Regions from separate parts of the Nomascus leucogenys genome. Here region 1 is linked to region 2. The links are chromatin contacts, called in public Hi-C maps. All regions are on one chromosome and are shown on one strand. Each heading gives the region's core, a stretch centred on a gene start, on an enhancer-like site or on the middle of the called end of the contact. The rest is flanking DNA. Distances are from core to core; before and after follow the strand shown. Region 1 overlaps GATAD2A (transcriptional repressor p66-alpha). Region 2 overlaps GATAD2A (transcriptional repressor p66-alpha).

Region 1 (3,565 bases), core at 354-2,853, 70 kb after region 2:
CACGAGTTCAGGAGATCAAGACCATCCTGGCTAAAACGGTGAAACCCTGTCTCTACTAAAAATACAAAAAATTAGCCGGGCATGGTGGTGGGCGCCTGTAGTCCCAGCTACTTAGGAGGCTGAGGCAGGAGAGTGGTGTGAACCGGGGAGGCGGAGCTTGCAGTGAGCCGAGATCGCGCCACTGCACTCCAGCCTGGGTGACAGAGCCAGACTCCATCTCAAAAACAAACAAACAAACAAACAAACAAAAAGAATAGAGAAATGCAAGGCTGTACACATACTCCACACCTCCTCAACAATGTACAGTATCAGACAATAAAAGTAGGATTGGAAGATGCAAGAACAGCAAGGGCTCCTCAGAGTGTTTCACAGAACTGTCAACTGTCCTCACCACTATCCCCAGCCCTTACAGGATAAACTGAGGCCAAGATGGAGGAAGCAATGCCTCCCTGAAGTCTTAGATGTCACAGAAGGGACACCGAGGCTTGGGGAAAGGAGGTGCCAGGTGGACGTGGGGCCCTGCCAGCTAGGAGGAGTTCTGCTTGTGGGAGCAAGCAGGGAGAAAAACTGCGCTGGTGGGGGCTGGCACCTGGGGAACCCTGCTCCAAGAGGAGCCAGATAGCAAAGGCCAAACCACCTGCCTCCTGCGGTGGGAAGCAAGCAATCCCAGAGCCTTGAAATACCCTTGCTGTTTCTGCCTCAAATGGTGTTTTCCTTGCTGGGAAGAGGCTTCAGTATGAAAATGCTGATGTGTTATAAGGAACAATGTAAATTTCACTAGAATCGCTGCCTAAAAATAAGAAGGTCTGGCTGGGTGTGGTGGCTCACGCCTGTAATCCCAGCACTTTGGGAGGCCAAGGAGGGCAGATCACCTGAAGTCAGGAGTTCGAAACCAGCCTAGCCAACATGGTGAAACCCCATCTTTACTAAAAATACAAAAATTAGCTGGGCATGGTGGTGGGTGCCTGTAATCCCAGCTACGTGGGAGGCTGGGGCAGGAGAATTGCTTGAACCCAGGAGGTGGAGGTTGCAGTGAGCCAAGATTGTGCCACTGCATACTCCCAGCCTTGGCAACACAGTGAGACTCTGTCTCAAAAAGAAAAAAAAAAAAAAAAAGAGAGAGAAGGTCTGAAGAAATCTGTCAGACTACGCAGCCTTAGGCTAGGTCCTCAGCAGACTTCACCTGCGTCACCCCCAGAGTAAGACAGGGCCCCACAAGAGGCTGAACTCTCCCACACAGAGCCCATGTCCAACATGGACTAGGATGTCTTTCTTCCCTCGCACACAGTAGAGTGGCTGCACATATCAGGCTTCACGCCAGCAGGCAGGCCAACACAGGGCTGGCACACACTCCACCCTCCACAATTCTAAGCTGTCGGTCCTTGAGAACCCAGCCATCCAACCCAGAGAAGCGCACTGCTCTCAGTGTGGTCAGGGTCCCAAGTCAACCACAAAGTGTCACTGAAGCACAGCACTGCCTAGACAACCCAAACTACATGCAATACATGCCCTGGTTAACTGGTATGGACAGGCAAAGGGACAGTACAGGCCAGAAGGGGGGAGGAGGGGCAGGGCCATAGGGGCAGGGGCATTAGTTCACTCATCCATTCAACTGGCTTTCACTGGGCCAGCCTTCTCTTCCTCCAAGGAGGCCTGCTGCCCTCACCTCCCTGGCCCTCCCTTCCTCTATCTCAAGCCACCTCAAGCAGATCCAGGCCCTACCTAACCCCTATGTCAGCACTAACATGCAGCCAAGCCAGGCCCTGCTTGTCTCTGTCCCCAGGATGGGGTTGCTCATGCATCCTCACAGTCCAGGCCTCCCCCAGTGTCCCTCAGGCACTGCTGGGGCAGGATGGGGAGGACCTGACCCTCAACTGAGAAAGTTACTGCCAGGCACCTGGATTCAAACTGCTAGAGAAAAGCACACTTCTGAAAACTTTGGGGACACCAAGAGAATTATCTCTAATATGTTGACAAGAGGTTTTGTTACTGAAAGAGGAAACAGTGGCTAACAATTACTGAATTCTTTATTTGGTGCCAGGCGATGTGCCAACACGTTACATGCCTGATTTCATTTAATCCTCATAACCACAGAACGAGGTACTGTCATCATACCCACACTCACACGAGGGACTGTCATCGTACCCACACTTCACATGATGGAACCCAAACCGTTATCAGCACTTCACGCAAGGGACTACCGCCAATATCCACACCTGACAGAGGAGAAAACCAAGGTTTAAAAAGTCAAGATGGGGCCAGGCGCGGTGGCTCACGCCTGTAATCTGAGCACTTTAGGAGGCCAAGGCGGGCGGATCACGAGGTCAGGAGATCGAGATCAGCCTGGCTAACACGGTGAAACCCCGTCTCTACTAAAAATACAAAAAAAAAAAAAAAAAAATTAGCCAGGCGTGGTGGTGGGCGCCTGTAGTCCCAGCTACCTGGGAGGCTGAGGCAGGAGAATGGCGGGAACCTGGGAGGCAGAGCTTGCAGTGAGCCAAGATCACACCACTGCACTCCAGCCTGGGTGACAGAGCGAGAACCCGTCTCAAAAAAAAAAAAAAAGAGTCAAGATGGGCTGGGCGCGACGGCTCTCGCCTGTAATCCCAGCACTTTGGGAGGCCGAGGTGGGCGGATCACCTGAGGTCAGGAGTTCAAGACCAGCCTGGCCAACATGGTGAAACCCCATCTCTACTTAAAAAAAAAAAAAACACTAGCTGGATATAGTGGTGCGCGCCTATAATCCCAGCTACTCAGGGGACTGAGGCAGGAGAATTGCTTGAACCTGGGAAGCAAAGGTTGCAGTGAGCTGAGATCGCACCACTGCACTCCAGCCTGGGTGACAAGAATGAGACTCTGTCTCAAAAAAAAAAAAAAAAGTCAAGATGGTTGTCCAAGGTCACACAGTTAATAAGTCAGATGGGAATCCAGACCCAGGTCAGCCACCTCCTAGGCCCAGGCTCAAACCTGAACCACTGTACCACTGAGAACAATCTGACTGAGACGGTCCTAGGACTGGATCCTTCCCAAGGCTCTGGGAAAACTTCCTGTACCAAAGATATAGGTAGGCATCATCCAGGGCGGTGACTTACACCTGTCTCAGCACTTTGGGAGGCCAAGGCAGGCGGATCACTTGAGGTCAGGAGTTCGAGACCAGCCTGGCCAACATGGCAAAACCCCATCTCTACTAAAATACAAAAATTAGCTGGGCGTGGTGGCTTGTGCCTGTAATCCCAGCTATTCGAGCAGCTGAGGCACAAGAATCACCTGAACCTGGGAGGCGGAGGCTGCAGTGAACTGAGATCGCACCACTGCACTCCAGCCTGGGTGACGGAACAAGAATCCATCTTAAAAAAAAAAAAAAAAAAAAAAAAGATGTAGAGATCAGTACAGACCCGGGATTCCTCTATTCCTCTAACTAAGTGCATGTTAACTTAACCCTCTACTGAATTGCTAGAAACTCCCAGGACTGAGCCCAGCTGTAAAAGGCATGGAAACCCTCAGAGTTCCATGGGCATGAAAAGCCACCTGGCCTCTGAGTCCCTGTCTGCCATTGTACGAGATG
Region 2 (3,623 bases), core at 285-2,784:
TGGTCTTGAACTCCTGACCTCAGATGATCCGCCCGCCTCGGCCTCATTGTACTTTTATCGATGTGAATCAGGTCCGTTTTTTTGTCAGCAGGAAAACCAGCCAAGGACAGAACACGTCCTCTAGGTGGCACTGTGACCCAGAGAACAAACTCGGACAAAGTTAACTGGGAGCCGCAGCTCAAAGTTGTCCTGGGTCTTGCTCTGCCAGGGTCTAGTTGATAATAAGACCCTGGCAGGGTTGAGGAGAGTCGCTAGGATGAAGAACCTGACTCTGCTCTAGCAGCCCTCAGGACCTCTGAGGTCCCCTCCATGCCCATGAGCTGTGTCCGCAGGGAAGGGTGGACACAGAGCACCAGAGGCTAAGGCTTCACCAATGCTGCCCTGGACTCGCCAGATGCCGGACTCAGGAACCGCTTTACTTGTTCTCCTCTGGTCCCTCCTAATTCCACCCACCAGCGCTACGTGGCAGCTGTACCTGAACACTGGTCCTAGCCCTGATGAACCAGCTTCTCACCGGAGACCTGGGCGTGGACAGAAAGGTACGATTTCGAAGTATACAATCCCCCAGGCAAAGGGTTATCAGTCCACATTCTGAAGCCCAGAACCGGGTAGTTTGTTTCTAAAGTAACCCTGTTTCTAAAGTAACCCAGGACACCTCACTCAGGTCTTAGCAAACCGCCAGCATGTCTCTCCTTGCTGCCGGCCCCATGCTGCCCAAGATCGACTTTCAAGGTGACCTCAGGGCTCTAATTCCAGGTTCCCTGGACGTGTACACACACTGAGCACCTCAGAGGCAGGCAGTCCCAGGGCTCCACTACAGAGCTGCAGCAGCTGGCCTCCACCCAGGTGGTCTCCAAAGTGAACAGGGGAGCAGGGGGCCAACCTGGGCTAGCATGATCTGAAATGAAATGACAGCCAAGCTCTAAGGAACTTAACAGTTCTTATCGTGTTATTGAGGGCATGCATATGCTTCTTCCAGAGGTGAGATGTCTAATAAAATTCAAATCTGCCTGAGGGAAGAGGGCAGGCGAGGGGTCCAGACCACCTAGCAGCTGAAGCTGCTGCCTGAGAGGGCTGCTCTGACCACGGCGCTCCCTGGCCCCATCTTGGCCTGCGACTAATCAATAACTCATCCAAGAGATGATGTCACCACCCATCAATGATCACTCAGCATCCCAGCAGCCAGCAGGGAGTGAACTTCCTGTATGCTAATCAGGCCACCAAAAAGTCATGTGACAAAGGCATTTCCCTCCTTGGTCACATGACCCTTTAACTGTGCCTTCCAACATGAAAACCATGGCAACGGCCAGTTCCAACCGGTTTGTGACACGCAGCCTTCATTTTGAGAAGGGAGGTAAAGGTTCAGGTGCTGTCAGAAAATGGAGGCGCCAGGCTCACCCCAGGACTGTGGAGCTGCAGGCACTTCCTGTGTGGCGCCGGCCCACAGGGGACTGTTGCTGCACCATAGGCTCCAGTCACCTGTACATACACCGCACACAGCAGGGCCACTGGCCCCTCTAAGTTTCTAAAATGAAAAACTTTGTTAAGCTCACTTTTTAAAGGAGAGGGGCTTTAAGAGTCTCAGTACTTTTTAAGAGATCTTTAATTCAGGAAAAAGAGCATGTGGCTCAAAATGACTGCAGGCATTATTTCAGGGAAAAATTTAATTATAAAAACTGTCTAAAGTAAACAAAACCAGTGGAAATCTAGCCCAACATGCTGGGAGGGATGGCATCGTGGCTCAGGGACAGTGTCTGCCATTCACTCCACAGCGGCCATCCCGGGCACCAAGTTTATTTGGAAGTGATGTGATAGTTCAGGACAAATCCCATAAGCCCGTCCTGCCCATCTTGAGAAGCCTTAAGATAAAACATAGTGATCAAGAGATTTTATGTGACCTACAAAACTCCCTGGAAGCAGGCCCGGCTGTTATCAGCATAAATGGTCTCACCCGCTCCCTGTCACGCACCACCCCCCTCCCTGACCCACTGGCACTGGCCCTGACCTCACAAGCACAGAAATTCTGTTACCTGCCAGGAACTTCCATAGAATTTCCTGGAGGAGAGGCCGGGATTATAAATTTAAATCGAGACACGATCCCACTTCCACAGCACAAGGTTATGGCTTTCAGCTGCTCAGCAACCAGCGGCCAGTATGTGGTTAATATTTAGTGTCCCCTCAGCCAGTGCCAGGAAGGAGCCGTCCTTGGAAACTGGGACCTTTGTGGTTCTCTGAACGGGCCTGCCTGGTATACAGGGAAGGCATACCCCTCTCCCTCATTCATTGATTCATTGATTCATTCATTCATTCCTTACATCTGCTGAGAGCTCATTTAAAAAGCAGGTGCTGCAGCAGGCAGTGGGGAGGAACCCCTGGATAAAAGGAAGTTCTGTCCTTAGGGTTCAGTCTACCAGGATGGACAGACACAAAATGGGAGTGGCAGGTGGGGGCGAGGCTGTAGGTGGGCTTGGGGCTGGCCCCGTGAATGTCTGACCACCGCTGTCACCTCCACAGCAGCAGGACAGCTTCTCCGGAACTTGTATAAATGCAGCGTGTCTTCCTCGCCCCAGACCTGCTTGATCAAAGTCTGTATTTCAGCAAGATCCCCCAAGTCTTTTTTTTTTTTTGAGACGGAGTCTTGCTCTGTTGCCCAGGCTGGAGTGCAGTGGCGCGATCTCGGCTCACTGCAAGCTCCGCCTCCTGGGTTCACGCCATTCTCCTGCCTCAGCCTCTCCGAGTAGCTGAGACTACAGGCGCCCGCCACCACGCCCGTCTAATTTTTTTGTATTTTTAGTAGAGACGGGGTTTCACCGTGGTCTCGATCTCCTGACCTCGTGATCCGCCCGCCTCGGCCTCCCAAAGTGCTGGGATTACAAGCGTGAGCCACCGCGCCTGGCAAGATCCCCCAAGTCTTGCACACACTAGGGAAGTTAGGGATGACCATGACCAGTGGCCCATGAGGCCTCGGGACAAGAAATCCTCCTCCAGGCTGGCTTGGGGAGACAGGCAGGGCCCAACAATGCCTTCTCCAGCCACACAACCATTTCCCACTAGAACCTTTCCTCCTCACCTCTTTCAGGCCTAGCAGGGTGGGCTGCTGGCTGTGTGTAAAGGTGGGATGAGGGCTCTGCTAGAGCCAACACCAGCCCTGCCAGCTCGCTTGTCCCTTGTGCAAACACTCATCTTGGGCTCACCAGGCCCTACCTGACATGAACCAAGCTGTTAACATCCCCCACCCTCCTGGGGCCTGGCCCACAGACATGGCCCGGCATGGCCATGTTCTGTCTGCAGAACATCCCTCTTCACAACATGCCTCAGGAAGCCTGCCCGGCCCTGTCCCCCTGCCTCGGGGTGAAGGTCAAGGCAGAACGTGGGGTTCCACTCAGGGGAGTGCAGGTCTGAGCAGAAACCCCCCAGCTTCCCAAGAAGGGCTGGCTGGTGGGTCTCTGTTCCTTAGCCACCCCCAGCCCAGTGACTGGCCCACCCACCCTCGGCCCAGCAAGCCCATCTAAGTGCCTTTGGCTCCCTGCACGGCACCCCACCCCACCCCCGTGAAGATGAGCCCTCCCTCCCCCTGCCTTGCAGGGTGACATGTCAGCACCTGTCTGACAAGCAGGTTCCTG

What was found. A called contact is a pair of places that touch in the nucleus more often than the background predicts.
Region 1: a contact with region 2 is called in a Hi-C map of an unstated tissue, with 2.6 times the contacts expected there. The contact joins two enhancer-like sites. A contact is called at or near these places in 2 of 4 Hi-C or Micro-C datasets (a lymphoblastoid cell line and an unstated tissue).

The regions. Positions count from the first base shown.
Region 1 is chr10:51,721,793-51,725,357 of Asia_NLE_v1, forward strand. The region is part of intron 1 of GATAD2A (transcriptional repressor p66-alpha); the gene reads right to left. Among named protein-coding and RNA genes, the nearest start is that of GATAD2A, 37 kb to the right of the region's middle. Within about 2 kb of position 1,604, the one cell type or tissue checked has an H3K27ac peak away from gene starts, as active enhancers do. A contact at or near this core is called in a lymphoblastoid cell line, where this site is marked.
Region 2 is chr10:51,651,882-51,655,504 of Asia_NLE_v1, forward strand. All of the region lies in intron 2 of GATAD2A (transcriptional repressor p66-alpha), which reads right to left. Among named protein-coding and RNA genes, the nearest start is that of NDUFA13, 28 kb to the left of the region's middle. Within about 2 kb of position 1,535, the one cell type or tissue checked has an H3K27ac peak away from gene starts, as active enhancers do. A contact at or near this core is called in a lymphoblastoid cell line, where this site is marked.